Regions from separate parts of the Macaca mulatta genome. Here region 1 is linked to region 2. The links are chromatin contacts, called in public Hi-C maps. All regions are on one chromosome and are shown on one strand. Each heading gives the region's core, a stretch centred on a gene start, on an enhancer-like site or on the middle of the called end of the contact. The rest is flanking DNA. Distances are from core to core; before and after follow the strand shown.

What was found. A called contact is a pair of places that touch in the nucleus more often than the background predicts.
Region 1: a Hi-C map of liver shows a contact between it and region 2, with 2.0 times the contacts expected there. The contact joins the promoter of ARNT here to the promoter of CERS2 in region 2. A contact is called at or near these places in 2 of 14 Hi-C or Micro-C datasets (fetal cortex germinal zone and liver).

The regions. Positions count from the first base shown.
Region 1 is chr1:116,231,489-116,238,264 of T2T-MMU8v2.0, forward strand. It overlaps ARNT (aryl hydrocarbon receptor nuclear translocator), which reads left to right and starts at 5,022. Exons shown (of 20, transcript XM_077948260.1): 1 at 5,022-5,179. The coding sequence starts at 5,155.
Region 2 is chr1:116,130,267-116,137,340 of T2T-MMU8v2.0, forward strand. It overlaps CERS2 (ceramide synthase 2), which reads left to right and starts at 4,015. Exons shown (of 11, transcript NM_001261642.1): 1 at 4,015-4,095.

The DNA.
Region 1 (6,776 bases), core at 3,772-6,271, 100 kb after region 2:
GAAAGCGCCAATTTATCTATTTATTCTCAAAGATTGTGCTCACTGGATGACATTTTACTACATTTATGGTTTGTGCTAATTTGTTCAATGTCGAATCAAAATCAAGAGAAATTTTATTTTTTAGAAATGAGGTCTTGCTATGTTTCCCAGGTTGGCCTCAAACTCCTGGGCTCAAGTGATCCTCCCTCCTCAGCCTGTGGAGTAGCTAGGACTACAGGCATGCACTACTGAGCCTGGCTGGAATAAATATATTTTGGCTATGAACTGTTTTCTGAATAAAATGGAAAGTGGGCCAGGCGCAGTGGCTCATGCCTGTAATCCCAGCACTTTGGAAGGCCGAGGTGGGTGCATTGTCTGAGCTCAGGAGCCTGGGCAACATGGTGAAACTTCATTTCTAATAAGAGTACAAAAAAATTAGCTGGGCAGTGGTGGCAGGTACCTGTAATTCCAGCTACTGAGGATGCAGAGGCAGGAGAATAGCTTGAACCTGGGAGGCAGAGGTTGCAGTGAGCCATAATGCCACTGTACTCCAGCCTGGGCAATAAAGTGAGATTCTGTCTTTAAAAAAACAAACAAACAAAAAAAGGGAAAGTGGACTGACATTTTTTTTTGTAGGAACAGTGTGGAGTGCAGTGGCATGATCTCAGCTCACTGCAACTGCTGCCTCCCAGGTTCAAGTTATTCTCGTGCCTCAGCCTCCCGGGTAGCTGGGATTACAGTCATATGTCACCATGCCGGACTAATTTTTGTATTTTTAGTAGAGATGTGGTTTCGCCACTTTGATCAGGCTGGTCTCAAACTCCTGGGCTCAAGTGATCTGCCTGCCTCGGCCTCCCAAAGGGCTGGGATTACAGCTGTGAGCCACCATGCCTGGCCTGTAACTCCATCAGTTTTGATCCCAAGATATCTTTTTCAGACTTACTCATACCTCACAAAATAATTCTTATCTAAACGAAAAACGTTTTCTTTTGTATCTTGAATTTTTAATGATAAACCAAACAGGAAGTTTTGGGCATTTCTCCTTATGTATTGCCTATATGCTGTAAGCTGATTCATATTGTGTACATCAGTGGTTTCTACTCTTAAACATCTGGTAGCAGGTACAGGGCAGATATTGCCATTTCATGTTTTGTATCATGACTCCATGTGGTATTTGACAAATAATTTTGCCAATAGCTTTGTTACACTTTTTTTTCTTTTTCTTTTTGAGATGGAGTCTCGCTCAGTCACCCAGGCTGGAGTACAGTAGCCTGATCCCAGCTCACTGCAACCTCCACCTTCCAGGTTCAAGCGATTCTCCTGCCTCAGCCTGCTGAGTAGCTGGGACTACAGGCGTGTGCCAACATGTCCAGCTCGTTTTCATATTTTTAGTAGAGACGGGATTCCACCATATTGGCCAGGCTGGTCTTGAACTTCTGATCTCAGGTAATCCGCCTGCCTTGACCTCCCAAAGTGCTGGAATTACAGGCATGAGTCACTGCACCTGGCCAGCTTTGTTGCACTTTCTCCAAACAGAGTATGTTATTAACTTTGTAGCTAGTTGTGTAAGCATCTCTATAACAAAATGATTTCTACCAATTTTTTTCTTTTTGAGACAGAGTCTCGCTGTCACCCAGGCTGCAGTGCAGTGGCATGATCTCCACTCACTGCAAGCTCCGCCTCCCGGGTTCACGCCATTCTCCTGCCTCAGACTCTTCAGTAGCTGGGACTACAGGCGCCCGCCACCACACCTGGCTAATTTTTTGTATTTTTAGTAGAGACGGGGTTTCACAGTGTTAGCCAGGATGGTCTTGAACGCTTGACTTTGTGATTCGTCCCCCTTGGCCTCCCAAAGTGCTGTGATTACAGGTGTGAGCCACTGTGCCTGGCCGATTTCTACCAATTTTTTTCTACAGAAATGTGACTTGATCTCTTTTAACCACAAAATTTATCCACATCATATGGGAAAATATTTTGCATTTATTCTGAAAAAATCCATTTTACTTGGTAAAGAAGCTACTGCATTTTTTTTTTTTTTTTTTTTTTTAAGATGGAGTCTCGCTCTGTCGCCCAGGCTAGAGTGTAGGGGCACCTCAGTTCACTGCAACCTCTGCCTCCCAGGTTCAAGTGACTCTCCTGCCTCAGCCACCGGAGTAGCTGGGATTACAGGCACGCAGCACCACACCCGGCTAAGTATTTTTAGTAGAGATGGGGTTTCACCATGTTGGCCAGGCTGGTCTTCAACGCTTGACTTCGTGATTCATCCCCCTCGGCCTCCCAAAGTGCTGGAATTACAGCCATCCCGCCCGGCCCAGCCAATGTATTTCTTTTGAGTGGATGATTTTTTTTCTTTTTGGTGAATTATAAATATAACAACAAAATGAAAGAATGAAATTTTAACAGATGTAAACAATAATATGCAAATTATGTTAAAATACCTTTGCAGTGAACTAAATAAGTGGATCAATGTAATCTGTGCAGTACATATACAACTTCTAAGAATACAAAGATGTTCAATAGCATAATTACAATTTTAATTAAATTTGTATTAAACATTTCGTGAGCGATACATGAAAAGACAGTACTTTGTAGTGCTAAAACTGTAGTGCTAAAATAGGGGGATGGGTGGAACAGGTCTCCAGTGTCAGACTCCTTTAGTTTGCCTCCCACATTACTTACCTGCTGGATGTCCCTTGCTTAACCTCTTTGTTTCTGTTTCCTTAATTGCAAAATGCAAATAGTAGTAGAACCTACCTCATCGTTGTTGTGAGGATTAAATGAGTAAATACATACAAAGCATTTTGGACAGTGCCTACCTCAAATAGCTCAATGCTTCCTGAAGGGGTGGCCTGCCTCTCCACACCTGTGGGCGTTTCTCATTAGGTGGAACGAGACTTGAGAAAAGAAATGAGACACAGAGACAAAGTATAGAGAAAGAAAAAGTGGGCCCAGGGGACCGGCGCTTAGCATACAGAGGACCCACGCCGGCACCAGTCTCTGAGTTCCCTTAGTATTTATTGATAATTATCTTTACCATCTTAAAGATAAAGGAGTGGCAGGACAATAGGATCATTTTAGGGAGAAAATTAGCAGTAAGGCATATGGATAAAGATCTCTGTGACATGAATAAGTTGAAAGGAAAATGCTGTGCCTTGATATGCATATGCAAACATCTCCATAAACCTTTTAGCAGCATTGCTCCAGCAAGTCCCGCCAGCAAGTCCCACCTTATGCCATAAGGCGGTTTTCTCCTATCTCAGTAAACAGAGCATACAATCGGGTTTTACACCGAGATGTTCCATTGCCCAGGGACGGGCAGGATTTTTAACCAGCAAGCTGCCTTCAGGTACTTGTTTAACAAAGACACATCCTGCGCAGCCCAAAATCCATTAAACCTTGAGTCACCACAGCACATGTCTCTTGCAAGGACAAGGTTGGGGGTAGGGTCACAGATTAATAGCATCTCAAATACAGAACCAAATGGAGTCTCTTATGTCTACTTCTTCCTATATAGACACAGTAACAGGCTGATCTCTTTCTTTTCCCCACACTTCCTATTATCAGGAAACAAAAATTAGCTGGGTGTGGTGGCATGCGCCTGTAATCTCAGCTACTCGGGAGGCTGAGGCAGGATAACTGCTTGAACCCGGGAGGTGGATGTTGCAGTGAGCCAAGATCACACCACTGCACTGCAGCCTGGGTGACAGAGCAAGACTCTGTCTCGGAAAAAAATTAAGAAAAAAGAAAATAAATCTGCACAGCCATCATCTTGTTGATTCCCTATTAAAAACTCCTCACTGGCCGGGTGTGGTGGCTCACGCCTGTAATCCCAGCACTTTGGGAGGCTGAGGTGGACGGATTGCCTGAGGTCAGGAGTTCGAGACCAGTCTGGCCAACATCGTGAAACCCCATCTCTACTAAAAACACACAAAAAATTAGCCGGGCGTGTGGCATGCGCCTGTAATCCCAGCTACTCAGGAGGCTGAGGCAGAGGAATTGCTTGAACCAGGGAGGTGGAGGTTGCAGTGAGCCGATATTGCGCCACTGCACTCCAGCCTGGATGACAGAGGGAGACTTCGTCTCAAATACAAACAAACAAAACTCCTCATTATGTACCTATCACTGACCAAAGGAAGTTACCCATTCTCAAAATACTTTCTTCATCCACTGCCTCCAGTTTTGGCTGGCAATATCTCCCATACCAAACCGTTAACACCCAGATCCTTTTACACTACCAGTCCCATAGCAGGCATTAAAAAGTTAGTTATTTAACTTTTTTCACCAGGGACAAAAGTCCTTAAAACAGGAAAAAAACTGGAAAGGATTACAAATCACCATGTGAAGTTTAAGTATTAGAGCACCTAAAGAGGATTTACAAGATAAGTTGTCTGCAGGGCAACCACTCAGACGACGAATCCACCACCAAGAGAAGGTTTTTAGTCAAATATCCTTTTTTTAGTAAAATATCCTTTTTTTTTTTTTTTTGAGATGGAGTTTTGCTCTCGGTGGCCCAGACGAGTACAGTGGTGTGGCGCGATCTCGGTTCACTGCAACCTCTGCCTCCCAGGTTCAAGCGATTCTCCTGCCTCAGCCTCCCAAGAAGCTGGGATTACAGGCATGTGCCACCACGCCCAGCTAATTTTGTATTTTTAGTAGAGACGGGGTTTTCGCCATGTTGGCCATGGCTGGTTTCGAACCCCTGACCACAGGTGATCCGCCGGCCTGGGCCTCCCAAAGTGCTGGGATTACAGGCGCGAGCCACCGCGCCCTGCCTAAAATACCCATTTTAATTGCATTTCAATGACGTTACTCGGTCATTGACCTCTTACGCAAGGAGGGCGGGGTTAGGGAGACAGCTGGACTTCTTCCTCGCCCTCCCTCCACTGGACTGGCTGGCGCAGGGAGTAGCCCTGCCCTTGGTCGATTTGGCATCTTCATTGGTCAATTTTTTCCTAGGAGGCGGTCGTGTGTTGATTCCGCCCACTATATAGGCGGGGTCTCTCCGCCACAGGGGCTGGGATGGTGGGGCTGCTGAAGCCGCCATCTTGGATTCCGCGGTAGCGGAGGCGCCGCTTCTGGGGAGTGGCCTTTCTCTTCCCCTCCCTCCCGGTTCGGTGGCGGCGGCTCCTCCCACTGGGGGGGGGGGGTGGCGCGGCGGCGGTGGCATCTACGGCCATGGCGGCGACTACTGCCAACCCCGGTGAGGAGACGGAGGACTGGGGCGCCTCTAAAGGGGAGGGGCTGAAGGGGCTGACAACTAAGGAGACCCAGGGCTGAGGGGACGCAGCTGGAGCTGAAGGCGCCGGGGCGGGGCGGAGGCCGCGAGGGACGGTGGGGGAGCGGTGACCTGGGGAGGGGCGCGATCCTGGGGACTTGGGTAGACTCAAGGTGGAGGGAGCGAGGGGGCAGGTGGGAGTTGGGGGCTCCCTCTCCTGACCTCCGTTGGAGCGGCGGCCAGTGGGGGCTGGCTCGCCCTCACTCCTCGGGCGGCGTCTGGTCTGTGATGTGGTCCTCTTTTAACCCTCTGCCCGCTGGAGCCGCTTGATGCCGAATACTGTAGGCAGAGTGGCTCCGTTTACTTTAAGAGTAGTTTGGATTCATAAACCCTGGAACATATTGCTCTTTAGTTGACGTGTTGCTTCCAAACATTTAAAGGTTTAGATTTTAATTTTAAAAATAAAAAATTGACGTTCTTTGATATATACGACATCTCTTTAGGCTGTTACCTCCCACCCGCAACCCCCGTCCCCGTCCCCGGACTATACTTTGAAACTTAGATCTTGTGTTAAGAGGGCCTGTCTGCCTGCTGAGGGCAGGGGTTTGTGTAATGGTTGTGGTTTCGGACAGGTCTTTAGTCCACAGCCCCAGGTTTAAATCTTGTTAGGCCTAGGTCCAGGCAGTTTCCAAACTCTTTCAGAAAAGTTTGATTCCACACCATTTCTCAGTTTCAAAAAATAATCAAATATCGAAAAGATCTAGTCTGTTTTGTCTAAGAGATGGAATAGGGTGTAGTGCAGTTCTAGAGAGATCAGATCTTCAAATTACTAGTCCCACCCTGCCCTCTTTCCTCTATGTTACAGTTATTTCTCCTTAGAAGGTATTTCATTTTAGGGGCCTAGTTTATCTTGCAGACTTTGGTCATTCTTGCAAAATAAAGTCTATCCGTTTCCAAAAACCAATATATTTGATAGCCTTAAAAAGAAAGGGCCTTGAGGTGTGTGTGTGTGTTGCGGAGAATTTCTTGAAAATACAACAGTGGGAGTGATTACCCCCATCCCCACATTGAAATTTAGATTTTTTTTTCCTGTTACTGAAAGGCAGTATTATTTTGCAATATCCAGATTTTGCTGGACAGTTGAATCACTGAAATTTCTTTTCTACCATGTTTCTGGGAACAGCTATTTTAAGAAATGATTAATTTGTCACATGTCATTATCTGTATTTAATTTTTAAAAATTTTTTTTAAAGGAAAGAGAGGTAAAATTAATGGCAAAAATTACATTGCGGGAAGTGCTGAGTGATAGAATAAAACTATAAAACAGGAAAAATGCCATTATGGCAAACCTGACCTTGTAGTAATATAACCTATCTGTGAACTATGGAATAAATAAACAAGATTTTTAACTGATCACACATTGCAAAATACTTATATAACCCTAGTTAAATTGCAAAGCATTTCTCTTATTAAGAAGTCGCCTGAGTAAACAAGTTTTAGTTCATATGTCAGGAGCTTTTTTCCAGCTGTGTGGGTGGGGTTGCTTTATTTTGTTTTGTTTTTTAAACAGCAGCAACCAGAA
Region 2 (7,074 bases), core at 2,765-5,264:
TCTCCTGCCTCAGCCTCCCAAGTAGCTGGGACTACAGACAGGCATGTGCCACCATGCCTAGCTAAATTTTGCATTTTTAGTAGAGATGAGGTTTCACCATGTTGGGCAGGCTGGTCTTGAACTCCTGACTGCAGGTGATCCACCCACCTCGGCCTCCCAAAGTGTTGGGATTACAGGCGTGAGCCACCGGGCCTGGTCCCTACATTGCTTTTCTGCGAATACTTTCCATTGCCTGATTTCAGAATACATAGAAACTCCTCTTGGCTATTTTACCTCGTTAGGAAATGTTTCCTCCCCGAAACTCCTGGCCCCTGAATCTCCATTAGGTACTAGCTAGGGTCTGCTTCTTACTCAAATAGGCTTCAGTGTTTACAGTTCCACCTGACCTGAAAAAACCCACCTTCCACATTTGGGATCCATGTATGCTTGCCTATCCACAAAGCCAGGCCAGATATCTAAACTATGGGCTGAAGGCCTAGAGATGGCCTGTCCTCTCCTTGGGACACCTCAGCAGCCCATACAGAGGAAGTGAGTCACTGCAAGGCAGGCGGCACTTGGGGCACTGTGGGCGTGGCCATGCCAGCCTGCGTGCTGGGGGATGGGTTGGAAGGGTGGTGATCACAGTCTCTGGTCCAGCCAAGGCAAGCGTTGTGTGTGCTCCTCAGGCATGTTGACAGAGCTGGTCGCATCATCCCAGTGCTGGCTGAGGCCCAGTTTCCCCTTCTCCATCCACCTTCTCCTTTGTCTCCTGGGGGAGGAATATACCCTCTTATCTTTATTTCTCAGGCCCTGGTTATCCAACTTCGGCCCCAGAACTTCCCCTCCCCACTGCTATCTTAAAAAAAAAAAAAAAAAGTTAACCAGTCTTCAGTTCTCCTGAGGAAGCATTTAAAAAGTCTGGTGGTGGCCGGGCACGGTGGCTCAAGCCTGTAATCCCAGCACTTTGGGAGGCCGAGACGGGCGGATCACTAGGTCAGGAGATCGAGACCATCCTGGCGAACACGGTGAAACCCCGTCTCTACTAAAAAATACAAAAAACTAGCCGGGCGAGGCGGCGGGCGCCTGTAGTCCCAGCTACTCGGGAGGCTGAGGCAGGAGAATGGCGTGAACCCGGGAGGCGGAGCTTGCAGTGAGCTGAGATCCGGCCACTGCACTCCAGCCCGGGCGACAGAGCCAGACTCCGTCTCAAAAAAAAAAAATAAAAATAAAAATAAAAATAAAAATAAAAATAAAAAGTCTGGTGGGGACTACAGGAAAGCTTGGCACTTAGGAAAACCACAAGAGAGGGATTCAGAACTAAAAGAAGGAAGATGAGTAGGACGGAGGTGTGGAGAGTGTTAGAGAGAGACCAGAAGGTGAGCTGCGGCCCAAAGAGCCCTGGAACTGTGCTGGAAAAAAGGTGTGTAGGTAGCAGATAAGGATTCTGGGGAGAGCACTTAAGAAAGGAAGAGGGAACTTTGGAATTAGAAGAATGAAAGGAGGAGAGTTCCAATGGGGTAGAAAGAGACAATTGGGATGCAAGGTGGCTCACACCTGTAATCCCAGCACTTTGAAAGGCCAAGGAGGGTGGATGGCTTGAGCTCAGGAGTTCACGACTAGCGTGAGTGACATGGTGAAATCTCGTGTCTCTACCAAAAATACAAAAACTAGCCGGGCGTGGTGGTGCCGCCTGTGGTCCCTGCTACTTGGGAGGCTGAGGTGGAGGACATCTTGAGCCTGGAAGGTCGAGGCTGCAGTGACAGAGTGAGACCTCATCTCCAAAGGAAAAAAAAAGAAAGAAAGGAAAGAAAGATACAATGGAAGATATGCTAATAAGGGAGGGAGGAGAAAACGTGGCTGGAGGGGTTGCTGGAAACTGAGAAATCAGGCAGGCCTGGGGCTTAGAAAAGCCTGGAGAAGGCCGGGCGTGGTGGCTCACGCCAGTAATCCCAGCACTTTGGGAGGCCGAGGCGGGCAGATCACAAGGTCAGGAGAACGAGACCACGGTGAAACCCCGTCTCTACTAAAAATACAAAAAATTAGCCGGGCGCGGTGGCCGGCGCCTGTAGTCCCAGCTACTCAGGAGGCTGAGGCAGGAGAATGGCGTGAACCCGGGAGGCAGAGCTTGAAGTGAGCCGAGATCGCGCCACTGTTCTCCAACCTGGCGACGGAGCGAGACTCCATCTCAAAAAAAAAAAAAAAAAAAAAAAAAAAAATGCCTGGAGAAGCCCTCGGAGCTGGTTAGGGGCCACCACTCCCATCTTTCCCATGGTGTGCCTGGGCTGCGCATCCCCGTGAAAAGAGAGGCAGAACAAGCGGGTCGGACAGCCTCCTTACCCTACAGAAAGGGCCTGAGATGAGGGATGGGCCCTCCAACAGGATTAGTGGGGGTTGCACTCCTTCCTACCAGGACTTGACCAGATAAACGGGAAACAAGCTAGCGTCAGAGGCTCTGATGGCGACAGCGTAAAAAAGGCAACACTTCATCTGGGTTAGAAATTTGACAAAAGTATCTCTCCATGGAGTAAGCTGCAGCTCTCCCTGTATAGGAGCCCTCAAATACATCTTAGTCATCATTCGTTCCCGTTAGGAGTTAAGACCAGCTTTCTAGGAAAAACATGTTGCGTCTTCCAACAGTAATTACTTCCGAAACAGTAATTTTACCACACAACTCAAAGGGAAATTTTTTTTTTTTTTTTTTAATTTATAAAGGAGATGGGGGTCTCACTATATTAATCAAGCTGGTCTTGAACTCCCGACCTCAAGTGATCTGCCTGCTTCGGCCTCCCCAGGTGCTGGGATTACAGGCATGAGCCACCGCGCCAGGCCAAGGGGAGAACACAGTTTTTTTTTTTTTTTTTTTTTTTTCCTGAGAGGGAGTCTCGCTCTGTCGCCCAGGCTGGAGTGCAGCAGCGAGATCTCGGCGCACTGCAAACTCCACCTCCAGGGTTCAAGCGAGTCTCATGCCTCAGCCTCCCGAGTAACTGGGATTATAAGAGCGTGCCACCGTGCCCAGCTAAGTTTTGTATTTTTAGTAGAGATGGGGTTTCACCATGTTGGCCAGGCTGGTCTCGAACGCCTGACCTCAGATGATCTGCCCGCCTCAGCCCCCCAAAGTGCTGGGATCACAGGCGTGAGCCACCGCGCCCGTCCGGGAAACACTTTTTAACACGAAATCGAATACGGATAAAGGTAGTGTCATTTGAAAACTCAAATACATTTTACAAAACAAAAGTTGGGGTGGCTCTTTGAGACAGGGCCCTCGGGTGTGCGCACGTTCGGGTTTGCTCTTCCTTGCCACCGGGGTGGGTCCCGTAGCACCTGGGTGGAAAGTCCGCGGCTTTTACGGCGGGGTAGGCGAGGGTCGCCCGAGGGGTCGCAGGCTCTGACTGGGTCTGGAGGCTCGGCTGCTTGGGTCTGCCCTGGAGAGGTTTTCAGCTTCGGCGCGAGGCACTTGGGCAGGACCCCCGGGCTGCGCCCTCCTCCGCCCGCGCCCCGTGGGGCTGGAAGTGGGAATGTGCCCACTCCGGCGGGGACCCGGGGCCGCACAGCAGTTGGGGGTGGGTGTGGGTGGGGGTGGGTAGGAGTGAGGGGGCAGGGACGCCGCCGCTCGGAGCCCGGGACCCCGCGGCATCCAGTGCGTCTGTGTCGGTCCCGGTGGGAGACCTCCCACCACGAAAACAGACCGAAGCGGCCGGAGGAGCCCGCACCCGCCTCCCCACGTCGGGGGCTTCTCTAGAGCACGGTGACGGGCGTGGGCGTGGCTGCGGGCCCGGGAGCGGAGGGCTGGGGTCCCGGCTCCGCGCCGGGGCGGAGGGGCAGCCGCAGCGCAACGGCCCGCCCCGCCCTCGCCTCGCGTCCACGCCCAGCCTCCCGGCCCCTGGGCTGCTCGCGGCCTTTCTTTCCCGGCTGGGCTCGGGCTCAGCTCGACTGGGCTCGGCGGGCGGCGGCGGCGGCGGCGGGCGGAGGAGGGAGGGCGAGGGCGGGCGCGGGCCGGCGGGCGGGCGGAAGAGTGAGGAGAGGCGCGGGGAGCCAGGCCTCGGGGCCTCGGAGCAGCCACCCGAGCAGACGGATCACACGGAGCAGCGGCCCCGGCCCCGCCGGATCTGCAGCCGAGTGAGTCGGGGCCCCCGCCCGGCGCCCGATCCCCGCGCGGGGGTGGGAAGGGGCTGCGGAAAAGTTGGGAGCCCCGGAGGCCGCTTTGTCGCAGGGCGGCGGAGGGGCCGGGCTGGGGAGGCCGCGGGGCCGGGGCGGGGGGCGGCGCTGGCGGGGTCGCTGCGGGCGCTCATGGCGGCGGCCGGGGAGGGCGGGCGCAGCGCCTCAAGGGAGCGGCCGGGGCCGGCGGGCCTGGCGCCGCGGAGTCCGCGGTAGCGCCGCCCCGAGCCGGAGGAGCCCTCCTGGGCAACAGGTAGGGCGGGAGGTGGGGACGCGGGGGCTGCGGGCGACGGGGCCGAGCCGCGGGCGCCCCTTTGTTGGAGAGTGGAGGAGCCTGGTGACCATTGGCGTGGGAGCCTCCACCCTGGCAGCGGTCCGCGGGGTTGCCCCGGCCTGGACGCGTCCTGTGGCTCGGGTGGGAGGAGAGGGGAGGGCCCTGCCCCGTTTTCTTCCTACCGGCCCACGGTGCCCACCTCGCAGGCGAGGTCAGAGCTTCCATGTGCTTAACGGGAAACAGGAAGGAGCGGCCCAGAGCGCCTGCCCCGGCCGGCAGGGCTAAGGCATACCGTTATGAGGTGTGGATGGCTGGCAAGGGAGCTCCTGGTGGAACTGGCTTTTTGGGCCGTAGCTTGTTAATCACCAGAGGCCCGTGGCAAGTGGGTTGACTGCAGGTGTAGAGCATTCATCTTTAGCCTGCAGTTGGAGTTTCTCCCTCCCTAAGCCTGGCTCCTGGCATCAAAACCTGGTTTCAGTCACCTGAGTTGCCAGGCCCAGGTTCAGGGGGTTCTGAGGATCGTGACGAATGCAGTGCTCCCCTGTTCCTGGAGAACTAAGCCCCAGCAGGCCTCCAGCAGGGACTTATATCTGTGCTGGGGCAGGGGTGGGTGGGGGTTGCTGCCCCATACCGGAGTCGGCGTGACCGCACCTGGGTGTGAGTGGCTGCACATGTAAAGGGGCTCCTAAGGGTAAGGACTTGTCTGCAGCCCTGTCCCTGAGGACCTGGCCCTGAGCATACCATGATCTGCACAGTCTGTGTTCCAGAGAGAGATCCTTTTCTCCCCTGGTCCCCTACTCCCCTCACTGGGGCCTCTGGCCAGATTTTCCCCTGGGAGGAAGGGCCTCCTTTTTCCCCTGTCACTGTCCACAGGCTGGCTGATCCTTCACTGTGTCCTTCAGCACCGCCCCAGCTGTCTCTTAAACCCACCGGCCTCTCCCTGCCCCTGGGGCCATAGTCTCCTGCAGTGTTTGGATCTGTGGAGGCCTTTGGTGGGACTTTCCAGACAAGCTGTAGGCCAGATGGGGCTGAGGACTGCTGTTCTGACCGCCTTTCACCCACCTCTTCTTACAATCTGGCTTATTTTGAGGCCCATCCTGCAGCCTGGAGGGATAACACACCTCTCCTTGGCTCCATCCATGGCCTGTCAACTTCTAGTTCATGACTTGCTGCTGTTGCCTGAAAAAAGTTTTCAACAAGGAAGAGACTATTCAGGACTTCTTCAGTGGAAGCAGGGAGCCGGTGGGACCTTTGTCACTCCTCCCTTGTCAACAACCGCTTTCTATTTTCCTCAGTTATTCCTCCAAACTGTGAGAGCCAGTTAGACTGACCACATGGAGTCGGGGAGAATTCCTTCCTCTCAGGCCCAAACAGCTGCCCTCTCAGCCCTTTGGATCTACAAACTCCCGTGGGGATCCTCTGCACCTTTCATCCACCTAGAGGGGTCTTGTGGGGATGTCAGTCAGAGTTGGGGCAAAGGTTGGGGCTGGGCAGAGTCCTGCTCAAGTTCCTGTTAATCCAATGCCAGTTAAATCCCTGCTCTTCTGGCGCCTCTCCAGGCTGTGCCTCAGAAAGTGGCATCTGTGCCTCTAAGGCAGGTGTGTGTGAGAGAGCGTAGACAGATACCATGTCTCTTCATGTGTATGGGGGAAGTCTGGGTGGAAAAGTGTTTGTAGATGTGACTTTCTCCACAAGAAGTCAAGTAACTGCCCTGAAGGCCCAGCGGGCCTGGAAAAATTGTTGTCTCCTTACCCTGTGTAAACTTCACCTTTTCTTGCCCCAGCCTTTTGTTTATGGGGTCTTGCTCGGATCCGTATGCTAGTGCTAAGAGGCCTCCCCAGCACCGCCACAGGGACCCAACTCTTTGGTTCTGTGGGGATGTGTAAGTGAGGCCGGCCAGGCCCCTGCTGCCCTCCCCTCCCCTCATGTTGAGTCAGAGGTCCTGACCCTGCTGAATCTGGGGCCTCCCTGCTGGGGAGATGGGGGTAGTGCCTCTCTGCTAATGGAGGTACAGGACCACCAGGGAGGGCTGTGGTCATGGGAAGCCTGCAACCTTGGTGTAAAAGCCTCCATTAATCTGCATTTCCCAAGTCTTCCACTCTCCCTGCTTGGAGTGGAAGAGGACAGGTGCTATCTCATCTTGGGGATGAAGAAGTTGCACTGCCCAGGTGTCTGCCCTTGACCATGCTCCAGTGCCTACTTTGTCTGCCCCCCTACCCCGGCCCCCCACCCCCACCCCCTGCTTTGCAGGCATGAGACATTCCTGGGCCCCAGGAGTCCAGCAGGGCCTCCACCCTCCCTCTGTGACTCCAGCCTGCCGCCTGACTAGAGAAACATCCCTGCCAGTTTTCACTGACCTGGCTAGGGATGGGATCCAAAGTCTAGGACTGCCGGGGCAACACGGTACCTTTGGATTTACATTTCCCTGGAGAAGTTGGGCTCCAAGAGACAGCAGTCAGGTGACTGGGTCAGGCTGATTTCTCGCTTCCAATCAGGCTGAGCAAAAAGTGGAAAGAGGGGGTCACGTGCACACATCAAGGTGTTCCACATTGTCCTGTCTCTGTGCAGTTTCTACTCTTGTCCCTTCTCTATTCAATTTTCTACAACTTTTCTCTAGGAAAAAAGTGTGTGTGTGTTTGTGTGGGGAAAGTTCCGCTGTGGATAAT